7 separate regions of the Mus musculus genome follow, and regions 1, 3, 4, 5, 6 and 7 are each linked to region 2. A link is a contact called in public HiChIP or PLAC-seq and promoter capture Hi-C data. All regions are on one chromosome and are shown on one strand. The core of a region is the stretch at or near the end of the contact, and the rest is flanking DNA. Distances in the headings are between cores, read along the strand shown. Region 1 holds the start of Strbp (spermatid perinuclear RNA binding protein). Region 2 holds the start of Psmb7 (proteasome (prosome, macropain) subunit, beta type 7). Region 3 overlaps Dennd1a (DENN/MADD domain containing 1A). Region 4 holds the start of Crb2 (crumbs family member 2). Region 5 overlaps Crb2 (crumbs family member 2). Region 6 overlaps Dennd1a (DENN/MADD domain containing 1A). Region 7 overlaps Dennd1a (DENN/MADD domain containing 1A).

Region 1 (2,700 bases), core at 94-2,593, 940 kb before region 2:
TCTGCTGGTGCCCACTAGAATTTCTCACACAAACACCCTCCGCTTCACTCACTTCTGCTGCCCTTTTACTGCTACACACACCTCCTGCCTTGACATCTCTCTCCACCCAACCTAAAACCTCCACATAACCTCCTTATCCCCATTTCTCTCCCAAAGCCCTCAAACTCAGTACCTGTGTAAACCACTCCTCCTCCCACTTGCTCTATCCTCCTCTACCCTGAATACAGAACCAAGCCATTTTCCCCAAGCCTGTCAACCCCTTCCTGTCTCCTTCCATACTTCCCAGCCAGATACTCACTAGGGAACTCCTGACGTCCTGGGCGCACACACACAGACAGACATCTCCTGCCTGAATACCCTCAATTTCAACCGCCACCATTTGAGAGAACCCCCTCCTCTGACACTCCTTCCCTCCATCTTTTGGGGCTCAGCCTGCTCGCCACACTCCCAGCTACGGACCCCTCCTCCGCCATTTCCCTTCAGGCGTCCGGTGGCCTTCCCGCTGCCTGCCCCATTCTCTGCCCCTCACAAGCAGCGCTAACCAGGGCATCTGCTCCTTCCATTTCTGCCTAGAGGTGCCCATCTTGTCCCTCCCTCCACCACCTCACTTGCCCCTGCCCGCCCCAAATCCCCCTACACACCCATCCGAATCCCCAAACGGAACGTCCTCCTTCCCTCTCGAGCCCGACCTAGGCCCCCATGGGTCCCCCAGGCGTGCCCTTGAGGCCCTGGTCACCGTGGGGCCGGGTCCCTCAACGCTCCCTTACACCCAAATCTGCCCACACCCTGTGCCCGCCCCCCGAGCCTCTCCCCAGCTCTTGCCCGCAACGTCCTCCAGCACCTGCCCCGAGTCCGGAACCCTCCCACCTCCCCAGAGCTGGCGCCCCGCACGCTGCCCACGCCCTCGGGAGGTTCAGGGCCGGGACCCGCGACCCCGACCCCGAAAGCAAGCAAGGCGACCCGCAGTCCTGACGCGGACCGGCCGGGTACCGCGGCGGCGACCACAAAGCTCAAGCCGCGGGGCTGGGATTGCGCCGCGCTCCTCGCCTCAGCAGCCGCCGCCGCTGCTAAGGACGCACAACAAACAATGCGGGGCCCGGGCAGCCTCCGCCAACTGCCTCAACCGCCGCCTCAACCGCCGCCCGCCCGGGACGGCCCGCCGCGCAGGCGCCGGCCCCGCCGCAGCCTACCCGCGCCGCCGCGCTCCGCCCGCGTCCGCTCCCCGCTCCCGCTCCGCCGCCGCCGCCACCTCGTCCGCCCGCGTCTCCGGCTCCTCAGCACAGCGGCGGCGGCTGCGGCGGCTGCTGCCTTGGTGGCGCTCGCGGATCCGAGCTCGGCTTCGGCAGCGACCGCGGCGGCGGCGGCAAGCACGTGACGCCGCCGAGCACGCCCATTGGCCGATCCAGGGGGCGGGGCCCGCGGCTGCTGGGGAACGGAAAGCCCGCCCCATCGCCCTCCGCGCGCCCCCTGCACGCGCGCTCTGCCGCACCTGAGAGCTCCGGCCAGCGCCCGCCGCCGCCGCGCCGCGCTGTCGCCTGCGTCAACTGCGCACCTGGGAGCGCGCAGGGCGCTCAGGCCCGCGGCCGCCGCCTGCACCTGCGAGACCGCTTACGTAAACTGCGTCCCGCCCACCTCGCGGCGCCTAGCCCGGGCCGCAAACCGTACCTGAGCCCCGCTGTGCCTGCGGCGGTAAGCGTTGCTGGGCGGAGGCCAACTGCTGAAAAGAGCTAAGCGCGCATTAACTTCGTAACTGCAGGTTCTGAGAGCTGCTCCCGGCCGCAATGAGAGCCGGCTTCCCCAGGTTCTGCGTCCCGGTGCGGGATGCTTCTCCAGCTCCAGCCTCGGCCTTTACGCTAACGGAGTAAGCGCCGCAATGCCTCCCGGGTGGAGGAGGGGCAGGCAGTACCTTGGCTGAGTAAGAGACTCCGATCCCTCCTTGATTCGCTCCCCCTCCCACTTGCCGGTTGTGTGACCTTGGCCAAGTTACCGAACCGCTCGAGCTTCAGTTTCCACTTCACAAAAACTAAAACTGTAATTCCTATTTAAGAGCCGTTGAGCAGATGGCATAAAACAATAGATATGAATTTTCCTGGCACATAGCAAGCACTGAACAAAAATCAAAATCTCCTCTCCCTACTCCACCCTTAATGGCCCGGGAAATCCTTTCCCTCCTTATTTCCCTCCTTAGGTCTGGAGTAGTCTAGCTAAACACCTACCCACTTTGTTCCAACGGTGGTACTGGGAAAGAAATAAAAGGTTCAAGTTTTATTTTACAGCTCTACGTTGGCATCTTCTTAGTGCCTAGCATTCTCCCAGGGGGTTCAGCCCATGCTTAGTGTGTGTTGCATGCTCCACACTCGGCAGGGTGCTAGAATGCACTGAAGAATAAGTCAAGGTCCTTAGCCTAAAGCAAACCTAGCAAAGAACCCCACTTAATTTGAGCAGACAGTAGGGGACTGACCTCCCACACTCCCCCTGGTAGGTCCCCTTCTCATCTTGCTCCTGTACCAGACTCAAATATTAACAGCTCTGGACTGGAAATGATTCTCAATAATACTTGCCTGACATGGACAAAGTCCAGGGTTGCATCCACAGCACTACCAAAATATATGACCTCAGTACTTCATTCACAGAATATGTTAATACTTAGAGTTAAAAAGCTTTGAGTATGGCCTTCAACTTCAGGACATACACACTTCC
Region 2 (2,700 bases), core at 51-2,550:
ATACACTAGTCGGGCAAGCCTGGAAAACTGAATTCCATTGTAAGAAGCCACATGAAGCTCAGAATGGACTCCACCAAGTTGTTCTCTGACCTCTACACTTGTCCCATAGCATATGTACAAGCACATACACAGAGAAAATTTAGGAAACAGTCACCTCTATTAGTTTTTGAAATGTGACTCTCTTCACCCCACTAACAACATTAATCGCTAGCCTTTATTATCTTTACAGTTTATTTCAGGATTTATCTCCATTTGATGGATAGAGATTTAACTCTGTAAAAAAAAAAAAAAAAGGCTGAGGGCAGAGTGGCTCTCCCAACGTTGTGGAGGCAGAAGCAGGTAAATTTCTAGTTTAAAGCAGCCTGATCTACAACAATCGGGGCTATATAATGAGACCCTGTCTCAAAGGGGGGGGGGGGGGGGGGGACTAAACTGCCCAAGTAGTTCACTAGAAACAGTATGGAAGCATTAAACATCTAAACAAACCAATTAATCCCAAATTCTGTGCTTTCCCATTGTAGCATCCTGCTTCCTAGAGTACCTTAGGAAAAGCCAAATTGCCCTCATGTGTAAAACTTCAAAATGAGTAAATACAAACTATTTAACATGTAAAACCTCTTGATCAAGGCATTCCCTAATAAAAGCCGATTCTCATGATGCACTCTGACAGTTCTAGCTGGAAGCTTGAGTCCAAGTGGTCTAACTACGGTTAATAGGTCAGTTACCGCTACGGTCGGCCTGTCTAGGCTTACCTTATACACCACCCCCGCGATGGTAGTGCCAGTTTTCCGAGCTTTCGGGAGCTTGAACCCCTTTTTTGCGAAATCCGCTTCCAAGACAGCATTCCTAAGGGAAGGCACAGAAATCAAGTGTTAGAGGACAAGACCACTGGCGAGAAGAGTGGGTGCTTAGGAAGGAACTCAATTTTCTTCCACCCCAGTGTGATCACTGGATTCTCCCATTATTAGCACCATCGGCGAGGAATTACAGATCGGGGCGGTGACCCAATCCCTCCAAAGCCACAGGAAAGTCCAAATCCTTACACACTGGCAAGGGGAGAGGGCCGCGCCGGCCTCAGAAGCAGCCCGCGCTGGGGCCCGATTCCCTGAGTCACACGGCCGCGGGCACCATCCCCACGCTCGCCTCACGCCCCCGACCCCGGCCGCAGCCCAGTTCCGATCCGGCGTACAGAGTTCCCACTCGGGTCCCGATCGCGCCCCCGGGCATGAACACACCTGCGACAATTATCAAAAGAAAAGCCTCCGACCGGTGGCTGAAACACCGACACAGCCGCCATCTTGCCAAGAAAGTGTTTCCGGGCCGAGGGCGGAGCGACAAAAAAAGAACTTAGCACTTCCGGCGCCGCGAGAGACCGGGACGAGAGGGCGGGGCAAACTTCGAACTGGCGCTCTTGGACATAGAGTTCTTGAGTTCTCACTTCCTAGAGAGGCTTGGGTCTTTGAAGTAGTTTTGCCTCAAGTCCTGGGAAGGGGAAACTGACGATCAGCCGAAGGGATGGAATTTGTTAAATCAGATAATAAAATTCCCCCAATAACCAAATCTCCTGACGCTCAGACCAGATCTGTTTCTGCGGTTAAACTAGAATCCGGCGTGTATCAGGGACATCCACACACCCCAGGTCCAGGCAAAGCCGCTGAGCAAATCCCTTTCAACTCCCTTATTTCCTACTGTTAGTGTGTAACGGAGCTTTCACCTTCCTCAGAAAGGCAAACAGACACATGGAAAGACGTTTCGTGCCCTGAGTCACGAGGACAAGGCAACCCCAAGCCCCCAGTGAGACACTGCTTTGGACCCACTACAATGACTGGAGTTGGACAGAGAAAAACTCTCTGTGACAGGTGGGAATATAAAACGGTCATCTGCTCCGGAAAACGAACTGGATCTTAAACCAAAATTATCACTGTCATACCTACCCAGAAGAACTGGAAAGCTAAGTTCACAGATGCTTCTAGGCAAATGAGCATAGCAACCAGGTACCTAACAGGCAAATCGGGAAACAACACAAATGCCCATTGACGGATGAATGAGTAAACAAAATGTGGAATATCAGCACAGTGAAACAGTATTAGGCCGTAAAAGGGAAGGGAATGTGATACCTACTAAATCAGGGGTGACCCTGGAAAACAATTTGCTAAATATAAAGAGACTAGGCATGGAGAAGAAGAACCACATTGTATAATTACATTCACATGTGATATACTATACATTCATGTGGTAATCATGTTCACATGCCTGTGGGTACATGTGGGTGTATGGTTAATGTTGGGAGTCCTCCACCACTCTCCACTTTACTCTTTCAGTCATCTTCCCTCTGGGCCATCTCCCCAGCCTTAGAGAGTTCCATTTGTATGAAGTATCTCAAAATAGGCAAATCTGCAGAAGCATAAAGTGAATCAGTAGTTGTTAAGGCTGAAGGAGAGGCACTGGATTGTTTATGGGCACAGAATTCATAATGTTACCCAGCACTATGAGTGCAGTGTTATGTAATTTTAAGAAAATCTTCTACTGATGGAAATGTGAGGCTTGCTGCGGAAGTCAGGAAAATATTTTTAAACTTATTTAGGCAATAAGTGACACCCTCCATGACTGTGAAATGAATTCATTTACAAATATTTATTAAGCACCTACTATGTCCTATTATGATTGTAGCTGAAGACAGACGGATGGATAGATAAATGA
Region 3 (2,700 bases), core at 120-2,619, 770 kb before region 2:
TCACCTAGTTTAGAGTCCAGTGTCTTTGGTGCTGAGCTTAGATGACCTGAAGCCTCAGCCTCAGCCTCAGAAGGGCTCAGTGCAGCCCAGAACTCCAGGAGAGAAGCTAGAGAGCCTCTCTAAGTCTGTTTCCTTAGGCGTACAAGGGAGAGACCCTTCACTTCATATTGAAGGTCTTAAATCACATCTCTGTCAAGGATGTTGACAGAAATTACCTATAGGAACATGCAAAGGGCCAGTAATGTCCTTCCCGGTTCTTTTTAGATATCATTTGAGGTTCATATCACATCTGAGGTGGCAATGCCAGAACCCTCCCTTCAACAAATACCTATGGTCAAGGTGATCCTGTCCAGACAAAGTAGGGAGAGGCTGCCAAGGGAGGGGTGATGTGAAAGCAGAGCACCCACGAAGGGCAGGGGTGGGTTAAGTGGAGTGGGATGAAAGGCTGTGAGCAGAGAGCAGGCTGGGTTGGGCAGGAAGCAGATAGGAGCTGCTGTCTGGGGTATACAAGCACATCATATATAGGATGAGAAAGGAAGATGCTCCTTCCTCATTGGGCACATTTTCCTGAGAGCTAATGATTCAAGAAATGGTGGGTGCTGGCTCTGCAGAAGACACAAAAATTCACTTCTCAGCACATTCTGACTATTCTTTCCCAAGCATTTCCCATCCAGCAATGAAAGAGTCCTACGGAGGCTTTGCAGCACATTTCTGAAGGGGCTTGGCTCACCCACAACAGCTGCCATGTCACCCCCATTTACTGGCTCCTAGTGCCTGTAGAACCAAGTAAAGTTCAGAGGTGGAGAGAAGCCTGATACCCCACCTCAGCTTCTCATTCTCCAAATACCTTGGTTCCAGTAACCAGTTCTCCAGAAGGTTCCATTGACCTCTGCTTTTTCACGTGCCACATCTTCTCCTGGGGAATTTTTCATGTCTTATAAAACCTAACTCAAAAATCTAGCAGACTTGGGATGGGACACTTGTCATGGTCTTTGCTGAACCTTCTGTAGGTCTTGAGCACCCAAGCTTTCCACTGCAAGAGCATTTGGGGCTAGTCATTGCCTTGCCTAGTCACCTGTCAGTTCCCACTCCAGAGGTGTCTTTCTCAGGGGCAGAGGTGTCTGGAGTATCACTAGCTTCCTGCATAGGATAACAGGGATGCTGGAAGAGAAGGCAAACAGAGTACACAGCCAGCCAGAGGATGCAAGGAAGGCTAGGAAAGGAGGGAGGCAGGGAAAAGAAAAGGTAGTGTATGCAGGGAGGGGTGAGAGGCAGAGGAGGCAGGGAACCCCGGCTAATTAGACCACATGTGCAGAGCAGCATCTGGCTCCAAGTACAGCAGTTTCCAGCACTCCTGGAGTTGTCGTGGAGACGACCACATGACCCGCCCGGAGCTGAGGCTCTGGGGCAGCAATCCAGATGCACTCCTAACATATTCTGACAGAGAGCAGATGGACAGCTATTTGCTGGGCCAAAAAATGCCAGCTTCTCTCCCCTCCAGACCCTGTATGCCCTCGATGATAATTTTCATTGTGTAAAGTCACTTTTTAAAATTTACCTCAATTTTTCTATTGTATGTATGTATGTATGTATGTATGTATGTATGTATGTATATGTGTGGGTGTTTTTTTCTTGCATGGATGTCTGTACCCACAGAGTCTAGAAGTGGATGTCAGATTTTCTGGACCTGGAGTTATAGACAGTAGTGAGCCACCATGTAGATGCTGGAAATAGAACCAGAGTCTTCTGAAGAGCAGCCAGTGCTCTTATCTGATGAGCCATTTCTCTAGTCCCAGTGTAAACTCACTCTGAATGACCCCCATCCACTGGTTCTCTCACAGATCAGTGTGGGCACCACTACTTGTGTACCCACCTCAACAGCCTGGTCCTGTGGCATAAGTGAGGAGATGTTACCACTTTTAACAAAGGGGCTCTTCAAAGTTTGGAGCTGAGATGAAAGGATGGACCATGTAGAGACTGCCATATCCAGGGATCCACCTCATAATCAGCATCCAAACGCTGACACCATTGCATACACTAGCAAGATTTTATTGAAAGGACCCAGATGTAGCTGTCTCTTGTGAGACTATGCCGGGGCCTAGCAAACACAGAAGTGGATGCTCACAGTCAGCTAATGGATGGATCATAGGGCTCCCAATGGAGGAGCTAGAGAAAGTAGCCAAGGAGCTAAAGGGATCTGCAACCCTATAGGTGGAACAACATTATGAACTAACCAGTACCCCGGAGCTCTTGACTCTAGCTGCATATATATCAAAAGATGGCCTAGTCGGCCATCACTGGAAAGAGAGGCCCATTGGACTTGCAAACTTTATATGCCCCAGTACAGGGGAATACCAGGGCCAAAAAGGGGGAGTGGGTGGGCAGGGGAGTGGGGGTGGGTGGATATGGGGGACTTTTGGTATAGCATTGGAAATGTAAATGAGCTAAATACCTAATAAAAAATGGAAAAAGAAAAAAAAAGAAAAAGAAAAAAAAAAACAAAAACAAACAAACAAACAAAAAAAACCAAAGGGGCTCTTAAAGCCAGGCTCCCTGTTGCAAAGTGTATAAATCTCCCAACTCTGTGGTCTTACCTAGCAGAATAGGCAATCCTTTGTTATGTCAGCCTCCAGTGGCTGAGCTCCTATTCTATCTGCACTGGTCTTGGACATGCTGCCAGCCACTCTAAATTCAGGTTAA
Region 4 (2,700 bases), core at 102-2,601, 870 kb before region 2:
TATTTAATATTCTTGGCGCCATTCATATTCCTGGAGCAAAGCACAACTGCCCTGTAAAGTCTCACGAGGCTGGAGCTGTTACTCCTATTTTACAGATGACAGACACAATAGACTGAGAGCGAGTAAACTCCGTGTCATTCAGGCATGTTAGGTGCCTATATGTTTAGCTGTGCTCCCCCAAGAGTGGAGCATGACTTCCTCAAGATTAGCGATGGGAGTTCCAGGTCAAGAGACAACTGGAGTGGGTGTCCCAGAAAACAGGGCAGGCCTCTAATTCTGGAGAGGCTACAGGGCTGGTTAGCCAGGCCTATGGTTTCAGTCTCTTCCTGAGCTCTGGGGACCCAGGGGAACCAGCAGCCCTCTGGCTGGCTACCGATACCCTGTGATGCTCATTGTCTCACCTGATGTTTCTCCAAGGACATGCCATAGCCCCCAATTGCTACTTTGCCAGACACAGCAGAGTCCAGAGCCTTCAGGGACAGAATCCACCATCACTGACCTGGGCCAGACATTGTCATCTGCCAGGGGCTCATTTCAAGAAGGTAGTTCCCTTTAAAATAAGATGCTGCCCCACTTGGGGCAGCAGGCCATGGAAGAAGAGATGCTTTTTTATGTGCCAGTGTGTTTTGAGATGATGAGAACTCCTGGCTCCACCCAGTGCAACATGTGACTGTGAGGTTAGACAAAGAGAAGGACTTTTCAGGAAGAAGGGTGGGAACAGCATCGGAGCACTATTTTCGGTAGAGCAGCCACTCAGCGGAAAGGTCCGCCTTGGACAGCAGGGACATTTCTAAAGTTGCAAACACCAGAGACAAAGATCAAGGGCAAATGGGGAGACGAAAGGGCTCCGTTTGGCTGGTGAGGGGGTGGGAAGGATAGAAGGGAGTCAGGGGGCACGTGCTCTGGGGCCCAGTTACTACCTTACTGATAGTCACAAGAACAGGATCTGTGTGGCTGGGTAGGACCTAGTGGGCAGCGAGGACAGGAGCCCCTGTGATAGGAGGGGAGGAGCCTTGTTATCTCAGGTGTGGAAGGGGCAGGTTAAGTGAGGACGGATGGGAGCGCTTCTGAGCTCAAGCAAGGCAGGCCTGAAACTGCGGGGTAGTCGGACAAGCCCCAGGAATCTTGGCTGGCCCCATGGACTGGACCGCCTGGCAAGAGGGCTTGTGCACTGAGACCCAGGGTCAGGCCCAGGGCCTTGCCTGGATGGAGCTGAGGCCTCCGAAGGGGCTGGTGTTTGTGAGGAGCGGTGGGTCAGACCCTCCGGGAGGATCCTGTCCGGGGAGGAGCAGTGGGAGGCGGGGCGGAGGGGGAGGGCTGGAGGAGGGGCCGGGCCTCTGTCCACCTCGTCAGTGCTGGTTGGAGGGACGCAGGGGCGCGGAGCCCGCCGAGCAGAGGGTTCCCGCAGGCAGGCAGGCAGGCAGGCAGGCAGAGCCGGCTGCCATGGCGCTGGTGGGGCCTAGGATTTGGGGCCCTAGACGAGATATTTACCCCCTGTTGCTGCTACTGCTACTGCTGCTGCTGCTGCTGCTGCCTTGGGTCCCGGCTGGTGAGTGTGGCTGGGCCTGGGGGTGAGCGTGGCTGGGCTGGCCTGAGAGAATGGTGATGCTAGAGGCAAGAGTGTCCCGGGCCCTAGACAGTGTGGGGACAGTGCGGGTGTCTTGGGACTCACTTGGAGAGCTCGGAGTGTTCTGGAGGCTTCAGACTGAGGAGTCTATGCGGTGGGGCCAGGAGGATGAGGGCTGGTGTGGTCTGTAGAAGCCAGTCTGGGAGAGCTGGTGTGGTGTGGCGTAGTGTGTTGAGGGAAAAGCTGGGAATCTTGGTGTGAGGAGCCACTTAGGGAAAGCGTGCCGGGATAGATGGAAATGCGTGAATTGGAGAAGTTTCAGCAAACTCAGGCAATCTCCATAGAGTCTGCCGGAGTCACGTGTTGACCTGGGATGCAGGTGACATGTAAAGTTGCCCGGTGGGTGGACGTTCTGTTTGAGGGGATTGATTGTTGAGAGTTGTGTCCTCGCTGAACTAGCTGTAAGTTGTCCGGCATGTTCAACTGGCCTTTCCTGGCAACGGGAGGTGTGGGTGTGGGTGGGGCTAGATTAAGATAGGGGAGGGGGAAGAGAACCAGGGTTAGGGGAGAGCTTGCCCTCATTGCTCCCTTCTATGGGTCCTCTGCCAGCACTTGAGGGGCAACCGGTAGAGCTGTTCCGGGTCTTTGGAATGGCTAGGGATTCGGGATCATACGTGTGTGTCCCTGCAGCAGGTTTCTGGCATTCCTCAACTATGCTGGAAGGGCTCCCTGAAGCCAGCCCAGGCAGCCAGTACATTGGCTTTGTCCAAGTGCATTCAACACTGAGCCTGGAATTCCTACTGGGGGGTCTGGAGGACGCTTTGGCTTGGTCACTATAGTTACGAGGGCAGTAGGGAGGGCCCGGCTTCCCCTGCAATAGGTGAACCCCACCAGTGGCATTCCCCCTGCCTGCCTACAAAGCCGTTATTGCCTCTTCTCTGTGGAAAGGGGGAGGATGAGGACCCTGGGTACAGCGAGGACCTGTTTTAGGGAGGAAACCAAATGAAGGTTGAGGAGGGAAGGGACCTAGAAGAAGCTGGTACCTGAGGCAAATGAGGGTGGAGAAACCAGGCAACTCCAGGCTGTCTGTACATTAGGGCGTGAGGTTCTGGGCTGTGCACTTTGGATCTGTT
Region 5 (2,700 bases), core at 137-2,636, 850 kb before region 2:
ACTGCATTCTGAGAAACACTCTTAGGGAAGGTGAGCATATGCTGGGGTTTCTAAGGCAACTTCAAGGGAGCCACAGGAGAGGAAGGAGTGTGAGGCATGTGTGAGGTTTTAAAGTTCCTATGGACAGCTGAAACACAAGGTTACTAAAAGTGCTGCACGAGATAGAATTTGAAGCCCACCAAGTAGCTCAGAGACCAAGGGGTCTCATGTTGCTCAGGCTAGCCCTGAACTCACCATGTAGCAAAGGGTGATCTTGATCTGAACTTGTGATTCTCCTGCCTCTACTTCCCCAGTTTAGGGACTATGGATATGGGCCCCTACACCCCATTTGTTGGGTGCTAGGGATGGAACCCAAAGCCTCCTACAAGCTAGGCAGTCTACCAACCGAAGCTACTCTGCCAGCCTTACAGAAGGTGAGGAGGAGAAGGATATGACTGGACCAGCACCTGTGTGCAGTGAAGAGCGAGCCTCCTTCAGGGAGGAGGGGAGCAGGTTAGATTTAGGAGGAGCTAAGATTATTAATATGTCTAGGGCCTTCAAGGTAGCAGGTATTGTGGTCCCCCTAGGACTACCCCGGAACTGATTCCCTCCCAGGAGGAGAATGCATAAGGGGTGGAAGAGGGAGCTGCAGTTTCTGAGATCAGGTGACAGGTGGGTGACTGCCCTGGTCAACAGTTATGGATTGTGGACCCTACCACCTGAATGCCTGGGGACAGGGTGGTGTAGGAGAAGTCTGGCAGGTCATTTCCCAGCGGCTCTCTCTCTGCAGGTGTGGCCGAGGCCACGTTCCGCGAGGGCCCTCCTGCTGTGTTCACAGGCCACAACGTGTCCTCATCGCTCAGCGGGCTCACCCTGGCCTTCCGCACGCGCGACTCCGAGGCTGGGCTACTGCGCGCCGTCTCCGCCGCAGGTGCCCACTCCAATATCTGGTTGGCGGTGCGCAACGGCTCGCTGGCAGGAGATGTGGCGGGTTCGGTGCTGCCCGCGCCCGGGCCGCGCGTGGCCGACGGCGCCTGGCATCGCGTGCGCCTAGCCCGGGAGTTCCCACAGGCCGCTGCCTCGCGCTGGCTGCTGTGGCTGGACGGCGCGGCGACACCCGTGGCCTTGCACGGCTTGGGCGGCGACCTGGGCTTTCTGCAGGGTCCGGGTGCAGTGCCTCTGCTACTGGCTGAGAACTTCACGGGCTGCCTGGGCCGCGTGGCACTTGGCGACTTCCCGTTACCCTTGGCGCCACCGCGGTCTGGCACGGTGTCTGGGGCGCGCGAGCACTTCGTGGCCTGGCCCGGGTCTCCGGCCGTGAGTCTCGGCTGCCGTGGCGGACCCGTATGTTCACCCTCGCCCTGCCTGCACGGTGGCGCCTGCCGCGACCTCTTCGACGCCTTTGCTTGCTCCTGCGGCCCCGCCTGGGAAGGACCCCGCTGCGAGATCCGCGCTGACCCATGTCGCTCCACTCCCTGTGTCCGGGGCCAATGCCATGCGCGCCCCGACGGCCGCTTCGAGTGTCGCTGCCCTCCGGGCTTCTCCGGCCCGCGCTGCAGGTGCGGGTGACAAGGGGACCTGACCTGGGCATAGCAGTGGGTAGAGATGACTGCTGATTTACCGTGGGTGGAGTTTGGAGGGAAAAAGTTCTTCATAGCTTGTTCAGTTTGGTGTCCATAAAGATAAAATACAAGCCGGGCGTGGTGGTGCACGCCTTTAATCCCAGCACCTGGGAGGCAGAGGCAGGCGGATTTCTGAGTTCGAGGCCAGCCTGGTCTACAAAGTGGGTTCCAGGACAGCCAGGGCTATACAGAGAAACCCTGTCTTAAAAAAAAAAAAAAAAAAAAAAGACAAAATACAGGTTATAATAGTTGGCAAAATTTGAATTTCAGGACGATGTTGTGGCTTGGGTAGAATTAGGAGGGCAGGACGAATCAGGGAGCATGGTTTGCAGCAAGCTGCCTTTGAAACTCCCGTTTCCTTCCGGTCCAGAGCTGTCTAGCTCTCCTCTCTCCTCATGTTTAGCAACTGTTTTGCGCTGCCCTTTAAAGTCAGCACGAATCAAAGGCCTCAGCTCTTGTGGAGTTGGGGGAAGCGGCAGAATGACAGCCCTGCGTTCCTTTGCTTCCTGGGGAAGGCTGTTGAAGGCAGGCCTGCATTCCCCAGAGAGCACCACTATGGCCAGCTCCCAGCACCTCACTGGACTTGCTTTTCTCTGCAGGTTGCCTGTCCTGCCTCAGGGATGCAACCTCAACTCCACATGCAAGGATGGCGCCCCTTGTGAAGGCGGCCCCTTAGGCACCAACTGCAGTTGCCAGGAAGGTCTTGCTGGCCTCAGGTGGGTCTGGAGACCAGGGCCTGTGGTGTTGACTGGGAGCTTGCCCCTGGGACGCCCAGCCTGGGCGGGAGAAATGAGGTCCTCCTTGTCTTCTTCCCATTGACTTAAGTGCCAGATCCATCAGTATCTTTTGGTTCTTTTAGGACTTCCCAGACCATTATCTGTTAGGCAGACACTGGCTGGGCAGTAACTGTCACCCAGTTTCTTCCTTTTTTCTTTGTTTTTTTATTTTTATTTATTTTTATTATTTTTTTTTAGGCAGGGTTTCATTATGTAGCTGACTGTCTCTGGAACTTAATCTGTAGACCAGGCTGGCCTCAAACTCAAGAGATTCACCTGCCTCTGCCTTCAAATGCTGGGATTAAAGGCATGCACGACCACTG
Region 6 (2,700 bases), core at 5-2,504, 800 kb before region 2:
ATTTGTCGGCCTGTCTCCATCATGTCTTACAAGGATGGAGACAGGGCCCTTACTTATCTTACAGTGTGTGGATGAAACAGTGTGTATGCAAATAGGGGCCCAGTCCCAGCCTTGAGGAGAGCATCGGGTAAGAAACTATTTTTTTCTCCCTGACAGTGGCTTCTCTTGGCACTGAGGACTTTGTAGAGGGCCTTTTGCTGTCGCCCTGTAGGATGTGTCCACCGGGACTGTCCTGCCTAGGCACCAGCACCAGGGCTGTAATGTAGAAGGATTAATGTCACTATTACAACAGTCCTGGTTTTCACAGGCCAGAGAAGTGAACTTTTGTTAGTTTTATTTTGTTTCATCTTATTACTTACTTTTGAGTCACAATGTTATATGTATCCCAGACTGGCTTCAAGCTTGTGTTGTTCCTGCCTTAGCTTCCCAAGGCCTAAGATTATAGACTTGTATTACTAAACCAACTCTAGCTAAGAAAGTGGACTTGAGGAATGTAAGACCAGAGTGGGAATGTTGAGGGTTATGACTGGGGTTTGAGTCAGACTGCTTGGAGTCTTCATACATCTGAGCAGGTCCCTTCAGGTCTTTCAGCTTTTGATCCATAAAATAAGGTCATGGTCCCTGCCTTCATATAAGATATTGTGAGGCCTGTTCCTCCAGCCCCAAGGAGAGGATTTACATACTAGGGTTATATGTGTAGCACTGGTGAATCGTAAGTGAACATTAAATGTTATTATGGATTAGAAAAAAACTGGATTAGTATGCTAAATCTGTGACTTTAGAGACACTGTAAGATGAAGCTACAGTTTGGATGCATATCAGGTTCAAATGGTTTAGAGAACAATGCCAAGTAAGGAAAACACAGAAAAATGTACATTTTTAAACTGTTAGAACTCTTAAAACTCAGACTGCCCAGAAAGACTGTACTCCTTCGATCAATGACTCATCAGAGAAGGTCCCAGGGAAGGACTGAAGGACAATCCAAGGGGCAAGTCTGGAAAGAATTAAAAAAAAAAAAGGGGGGGGGTGCTGGTGGTTTCTCTATCCCCCTCCTCCCTGCTAATCTGTCACCTAATAAGAAGGGGCCTGGCTCAAGTGAGCTGGCTGGCGGTTCACTTGCAGCAAACTGATTAAGAATGTTCAACCAACAGCAGACTGTAGACCTTTCCAGAGAAAATAAATAGAGTGTAGACTGTATGCAAATGTGTTTGTCACTTTGACAGCACGTCTCAATTAAGGCATCTCGCGGCTGTGGGTAGGCTCTGTGGCTGCAGCTGGAAGGGAGAGCCTGCTGCACGGCTGATACTAGGGGCTTGACCTTAATCCGTATGCATGCATTAAAAAAAATTCCTGCCTTCCTGTACACTTGCATAATGCTGGCAGCCACGTGAGGGAAGTGACAAATGGGGGTGGGGGGTGGGGGAAAGCCACTTTCATCCTCCCCAGTTTGCAGACCTGTGAAGGCACAGACAGCTCTTATTTCAACAGAGTTTGGGGTGGCTTTTTAATTGTTTATCCCCCACCCGTGTGAGCACACACACTCTTATTCTGCATTTAGCTGGGAATGACATTAAAGCATCTCTCTATTTCTTGCTGAAATGGAAAGAAGGTCTCTCTATTTCAAATAGGGCCTCCTTTTTTGTGTGTTTTGAAAATGGAATGTTTAACACCATGAATTCCCTCCCCCCTCTGCCTCCTCTTTCTCTGTAATGGGCTCCCAACTCCAGTGAGGGTTCCTTTCATGGGCAGGTTCGCATGTGCAGGAATGAGGACAAAGGAAAGCAGGAAGCTGACTCTGGAATGCCATGCTGGTGACAGCCAGGGCTGTGCTTTCAGCACACATGGCCAGGAACTAGGATGAGGATTGCTCCAACAAGGGCCCAAGCCCCAGAGGAGAGAGGCAGGTCCTCGGGGTGCAGACACTGGTGCGCTTTGAAGAGAACGGCAGTTAGTCAGCACTTCTGCTTTACAGGATGTGCCAGGTTCTATGACATTCCTTTAAGTATAAAATTAGAAGAGGTGCAGCTTTCCCCAATTGATGAGGTTTGGACGTTTACTGGAAAAGACTGACTAGAAGAGAATGATTTCATTCGTCAGTTATGTTCTGCAAAAAGAACCCACAGCGGCTGTTTTGCTAGTTCCTTTTCCTCTTATGTTTTTATTTATTTTTGTTTGTGTAAACATATACTTATGTATGTGGGGGCTGTGTGTGCCTAGGCCCAAATGTGGAAGTCAGAGGACAAATTGGGAGAGGTGCTTTTCTCATTTTATGATGCAGTAGCTGGAGACTGAGCTTAGATTGTCAGGTTTGGCCGTGCTGAGCCATCTGAAGGGGCTGGTTCACTTTATTTTTAAGTAGTTCAATGCCTGATACATAATGGCACCTGATAAATGTCTCAAAATAAGAAATGTTTTAAATGAAGGATTCTAGGTCCTTTTTGAGGTAAAATAGCAATCCTATTAACAGTAAATAGAAGTCATACAGACAGGTCCCCTGCACATATGTAGCAGACAGGTAGCTTGGTTTCATGCTGGTCCTCCAATAACTGGAGGGATTCTGTACCCGGGGTGGGGGGGAGGGGGGAAGAGACCTCTCCTTTCTCAGAGATGAAGGAGGTGGGGAGGGATGGGGGAGGAGTCATGTGAGGGGTGGACTGGGAGGAGAGGAGGGCTGTGATTGGGATGTAAAGTGAATAAATA
Region 7 (2,700 bases), core at 153-2,652, 730 kb before region 2:
AATGGCTAAAAGAGATATAGGCCCTACTGCCTACATGCCACCCTGAGCTTTGGGGGAAGCACACTGTAGGTTCAAATTAACTTTACAAATACCCCAGGAATAGGAAGAAAAGCTTACACTGGCTACCACGCTTCCTGGAACACTGACAGGCAAGTTTTCAAATGCATATGGAATATTCACTTTCAAGTAAACTCATGGAAGGCAGCCTTGTGGTAAAAGGGCTTTAGTGTCTAACTTGGCTCTGATACCCACACTATAATCATTATGAGCTAGAATAAAAATCTACTTTAAAAAAAAAAAGATCAAGAGAGGGCCACATTGACACTTTGGTGCTTAAAATTTTCCTTCAATAGGGTTCCTTGGCTCTTGTGGGGACTGAGGCAGGGAAATCACAGTTTGAAGTCAACCTGACTATAGTACTGAGATTTTTTTTTTTAAGATTTATTTATTTATTATATGTAAGTACACTGTAGTTGTCTTCAGACACACCAGAAGAGGGAGTCAGATTTCGTTATGGATGGTTGTGAGCCACCATGTGGTTGCTGAGATTTGAACTCAGGACCTTCGGAAGAGCAGTCGGGTGCTTTTACCTGTTGAGCCATCTCACCAGCCCCCCAGTATTGAGATCTTATCTCAAACAAAAACAAAAGAAATAAACAGAAACAGGCCACCTAAGCCTGATCTCTTTACTGGGAGACAGTGTGTCAGTAGAAAGGGCACAGGCTTAGGATCAATCAGGTTAGTGCCTAGTTAAGTCATACATGCCCAGGCTACAAAGGTTCACAATAAATATCTGTGCTTCTGTTTCCTCACTAGTCATGGTTCTGAAATACTGGCTCCCTTATCTTCACCCCATGAACAATGTCCTGGTGAACTAAGTGATCCATGGGAAATACCCAGCTCACTGCCTGACACGCTAGAAGGTACCGAAACCACCAGCGTCCCCTCCCCCAAGCTGGTTCTCCCCAGTCCTGCTGAGGGTAAAGCCAGAAGTTCTTACTACACAATTCACAGGGTCCTCATGGCAGGAGGCCACAGGAATGGTACAGCTGGATTTAAAAAGATGACTAAATTATCCAACAATGGCAAATACATATAATAAACCTATCCCATGAGTGTTTTATTTGGTTTCAAGGCCCTGCTGAGCCCACATCCTGCTATCCCCTTAAACCTGGGGTCTGCAAGGCTTCTCACACAGGGAAAATTGGTGGTGCCCTCTCTCCCACTCAGACTTGCTTCTTGTGCCCTCTGCCCAAGGATGGCAATGTCACAAGGGCAAGGGAGCTGCACAATGCCCAGAGATTTATGAAAATACGCATGAGAAAGAGGGAGTGCTGTGTGGAGCGTGTCATGTGGGCAGGCCTGGTGCATGGGAGCAATTAGAGCCAGTTTGCAACAACTCAGTGCTGCTCTATTCAATTGCTTAAAGAATTGCCATGGCAACAGCAGCCACACATAGTAAAGTGGCAGCAAGATGGAGCAAACACTTGAAAAAGACTCTCTCGTTAACCCTCCTCCCTTCCCCAAAACGAATAAAGGGCCATTTTGCTTCTCTGAAATGGCCTTCCAATCAATGTCCACACTTTATACCAAAGTGGGTGACCAATGCCCATCCTCATTTTTGCCTTCTTGCTTTTATTTTATTTTAGGTATTAACGATGATAGCAGCCTTTTAATGAGCTCCTACTATGTCCTGGGCCCTGGGCTGGTGAAAATATCATTTAATGATTCCACCAGCTGGCATTACTGTGTGTAACTGTATCTGCACTGGGGACAATCAAAGTCCTGGATACCATCCCTGAAGGCTAGAGAGATGGAGTCACAGCACAGTTGCTTGAGAGGGTCAGCTTTAGTTGAGCCTTAAACCAGCATCTCACAAGCCCAGTTGTGTGCTAGGGACACAGATGACTAGGAAGTTCTTCCCCTCAGAAAGATCATCCAGTGGAGGAAACAGGCAAGATGTCCATGAGGAGGATACCACCTCCCATCAGCTGATGGGTAATCTGTTAGCTCTGTAGCCATACAAGTGATAGCACAAGGAACTGAGTGCTTAGACTGAGTTCCAGCAACATGCCCTGTGCTTTGTGGAGCATTTTACAATCCTGTCAAGAGCACCTCTCAAGACCATAGAAGGCAGTGCTTATTCATGGGTGGACTAAGATGTGGAATCAAACCTCACACAACTGTGACTTGCCTGAATCCAAGTCACCCTGATAACACACTTGTAGTGTTTACTCTGTTGTAGCTTCTGGCAGAAGGGTTGCAGTTTAGGTACATAGCTTATTCCTGGAACAGGACATTTGAAGCCAAGAGGCCCTTTGTGATCATAAAATTAGCCACAAAAAGGGCCAGTGAAAACCTGAGTGGCTGTTGCCGAAGCGCTCTGAGCAAAGGGCTCTCTGTTCCCCTTGTCCCCTCAGTGTGTGAGACAGGTTCAGGGGCCATTCTGGTGTGCTCCACATAACTGACATCATAGTGAATAGTGACTGGTCTCTCAGGCTAGAAGTCTGAGCTCTTCTGAGGTGACCACAGTTAAGTCATGAGACTCCATGAATGAGGAAACTCTTCATTCAGTCAGCTCTTTGTTCTTGAAGAAGCAGCAAGATAAAGGTGGGGACTAGAAGATGCAGTGAGGGAAAAGGAGAATGAAGGATCCACAGGCATTATGTGGGTGGAGTCACGCAACCATAATGGGCTGCC

Evidence for each region. Promoter capture Hi-C pulls out the DNA fragments that hold promoters and counts their contacts. HiChIP or PLAC-seq counts read pairs in DNA pulled down with a chosen protein or histone mark. Capture Hi-C pulls out chosen DNA fragments and counts their contacts.
Region 1: a promoter capture Hi-C map of neutrophils shows a contact between it and region 2, with 5 times the contacts expected there. The contact joins the promoter of Strbp here to the promoter of Psmb7 in region 2. A contact is called at or near these places in 5 of 39 promoter capture datasets (cranial neural crest, liver, neutrophils and 1 more), 3 of 115 datasets of contacts at active chromatin or transcription factors (embryonic forebrain, regulatory T cells and stem cell-derived neural progenitor cells) and 1 of 9 other capture datasets (adipose tissue).
Region 3: a contact with region 2 is called in an H3K4me3 HiChIP or PLAC-seq map of embryonic limb bud, with 4 times the contacts expected there. The contact joins the enhancer-like site here to the promoter of Psmb7 in region 2. A contact is called at or near these places in 8 of 39 promoter capture datasets (the C10 cell line, HPC-7-derived erythroid cells, cranial neural crest and 4 more) and 9 of 115 datasets of contacts at active chromatin or transcription factors (acute myeloid leukemia, bone marrow-derived macrophages, embryonic basal ganglia and 5 more).
Region 4: a contact with region 2 is called in a promoter capture Hi-C map of liver, with 4 times the contacts expected there. The contact joins the promoter of Crb2 here to the promoter of Psmb7 in region 2. A contact is called at or near these places in 10 of 39 promoter capture datasets (the C10 cell line, the HPC-7 cell line, cranial neural crest and 5 more), 1 of 15 datasets of contacts at CTCF or cohesin (embryonic stem cells), 2 of 484 Hi-C or Micro-C datasets (both in the G1E-ER4 cell line), 12 of 115 datasets of contacts at active chromatin or transcription factors (the SCID.adh cell line, astrocytes, cardiomyocytes and 7 more) and 1 of 9 other capture datasets (liver).
Region 5: a promoter capture Hi-C map of liver shows a contact between it and region 2, with 4 times the contacts expected there. The contact joins the enhancer-like site here to the promoter of Psmb7 in region 2. A contact is called at or near these places in 15 of 39 promoter capture datasets (the 3T3-L1 cell line, the C10 cell line, the HPC-7 cell line and 8 more), 1 of 15 datasets of contacts at CTCF or cohesin (embryonic stem cells), 4 of 484 Hi-C or Micro-C datasets (the P5424 cell line, bone marrow-derived macrophages, embryonic fibroblasts and 1 more), 11 of 115 datasets of contacts at active chromatin or transcription factors (the SCID.adh cell line, cardiomyocytes, embryonic basal ganglia and 7 more) and 1 of 9 other capture datasets (embryonic stem cells).
Region 6: an H3K4me3 HiChIP or PLAC-seq map of embryonic basal ganglia shows a contact between it and region 2, with 5 times the contacts expected there. The contact joins the enhancer-like site here to the promoter of Psmb7 in region 2. A contact is called at or near these places in 14 of 39 promoter capture datasets (the 3T3-L1 cell line, the C10 cell line, HPC-7-derived erythroid cells and 9 more), 1 of 484 Hi-C or Micro-C datasets (bone marrow-derived macrophages) and 11 of 115 datasets of contacts at active chromatin or transcription factors (astrocytes, bone marrow-derived macrophages, embryonic basal ganglia and 8 more).
Region 7: an H3K4me3 HiChIP or PLAC-seq map of embryonic basal ganglia shows a contact between it and region 2, with 9 times the contacts expected there. The contact joins the enhancer-like site here to the promoter of Psmb7 in region 2. A contact is called at or near these places in 7 of 39 promoter capture datasets (the C10 cell line, cranial neural crest, embryonic stem cells and 4 more), 9 of 115 datasets of contacts at active chromatin or transcription factors (SST interneurons, bone marrow-derived macrophages, embryonic basal ganglia and 6 more) and 1 of 9 other capture datasets (embryonic stem cells).

Annotation. Positions count from the first base shown.
Region 1 is chr2:37,702,002-37,704,701 of GRCm38.p6, forward strand. It overlaps Strbp (spermatid perinuclear RNA binding protein), which reads right to left and starts at 1,344. Exons shown (of 18, transcript NM_001379315.1): 1 at 1,191-1,344.
Region 2 is chr2:38,642,606-38,645,305 of GRCm38.p6, forward strand. Psmb7 (proteasome (prosome, macropain) subunit, beta type 7) reads right to left here and starts at 1,301. Exons shown (of 8, transcript NM_011187.1): 1 at 1,236-1,301; 2 at 753-846. The coding sequence starts at 1,297.
Region 3 is chr2:37,868,467-37,871,166 of GRCm38.p6, forward strand. The region is part of intron 13 of Dennd1a (DENN/MADD domain containing 1A); the gene reads right to left. Among named protein-coding and RNA genes, the nearest start is that of Crb2, 94 kb to the left of the region's middle. Within about 2 kb of position 1,370, at least 17 of the 459 cell types and tissues checked have an H3K27ac peak or open chromatin away from gene starts, as enhancers often do. A contact at or near this core is called in embryonic limb bud, where this site is marked.
Region 4 is chr2:37,774,898-37,777,597 of GRCm38.p6, forward strand. It overlaps Crb2 (crumbs family member 2), which reads left to right and starts at 1,352. Exons shown (of 13, transcript NM_001163566.1): 1 at 1,352-1,549. The coding sequence starts at 1,444.
Region 5 is chr2:37,792,330-37,795,029 of GRCm38.p6, forward strand. Crb2 (crumbs family member 2) reads left to right here. Exons shown (of 13, transcript NM_001163566.1): 10 at 770-1,538; 11 at 2,201-2,317. Among named protein-coding and RNA genes, the nearest start is that of Crb2, 17 kb to the left of the region's middle. Within about 2 kb of position 1,387, at least 8 of the 459 cell types and tissues checked have an H3K27ac peak or open chromatin away from gene starts, as enhancers often do.
Region 6 is chr2:37,841,082-37,843,781 of GRCm38.p6, forward strand. All of the region lies in intron 19 of Dennd1a (DENN/MADD domain containing 1A), which reads right to left. Among named protein-coding and RNA genes, the nearest start is that of Crb2, 66 kb to the left of the region's middle. Within about 2 kb of position 1,255, at least 85 of the 459 cell types and tissues checked have an H3K27ac peak or open chromatin away from gene starts, as enhancers often do. A contact at or near this core is called in embryonic basal ganglia, embryonic limb bud, forebrain and 2 more, where this site is marked.
Region 7 is chr2:37,907,524-37,910,223 of GRCm38.p6, forward strand. All of the region lies in intron 13 of Dennd1a (DENN/MADD domain containing 1A), which reads right to left. Among named protein-coding and RNA genes, the nearest start is that of Crb2, 130 kb to the left of the region's middle. Within about 2 kb of position 1,403, at least 47 of the 459 cell types and tissues checked have an H3K27ac peak or open chromatin away from gene starts, as enhancers often do. A contact at or near this core is called in SST interneurons, embryonic basal ganglia, embryonic forebrain and 2 more, where this site is marked.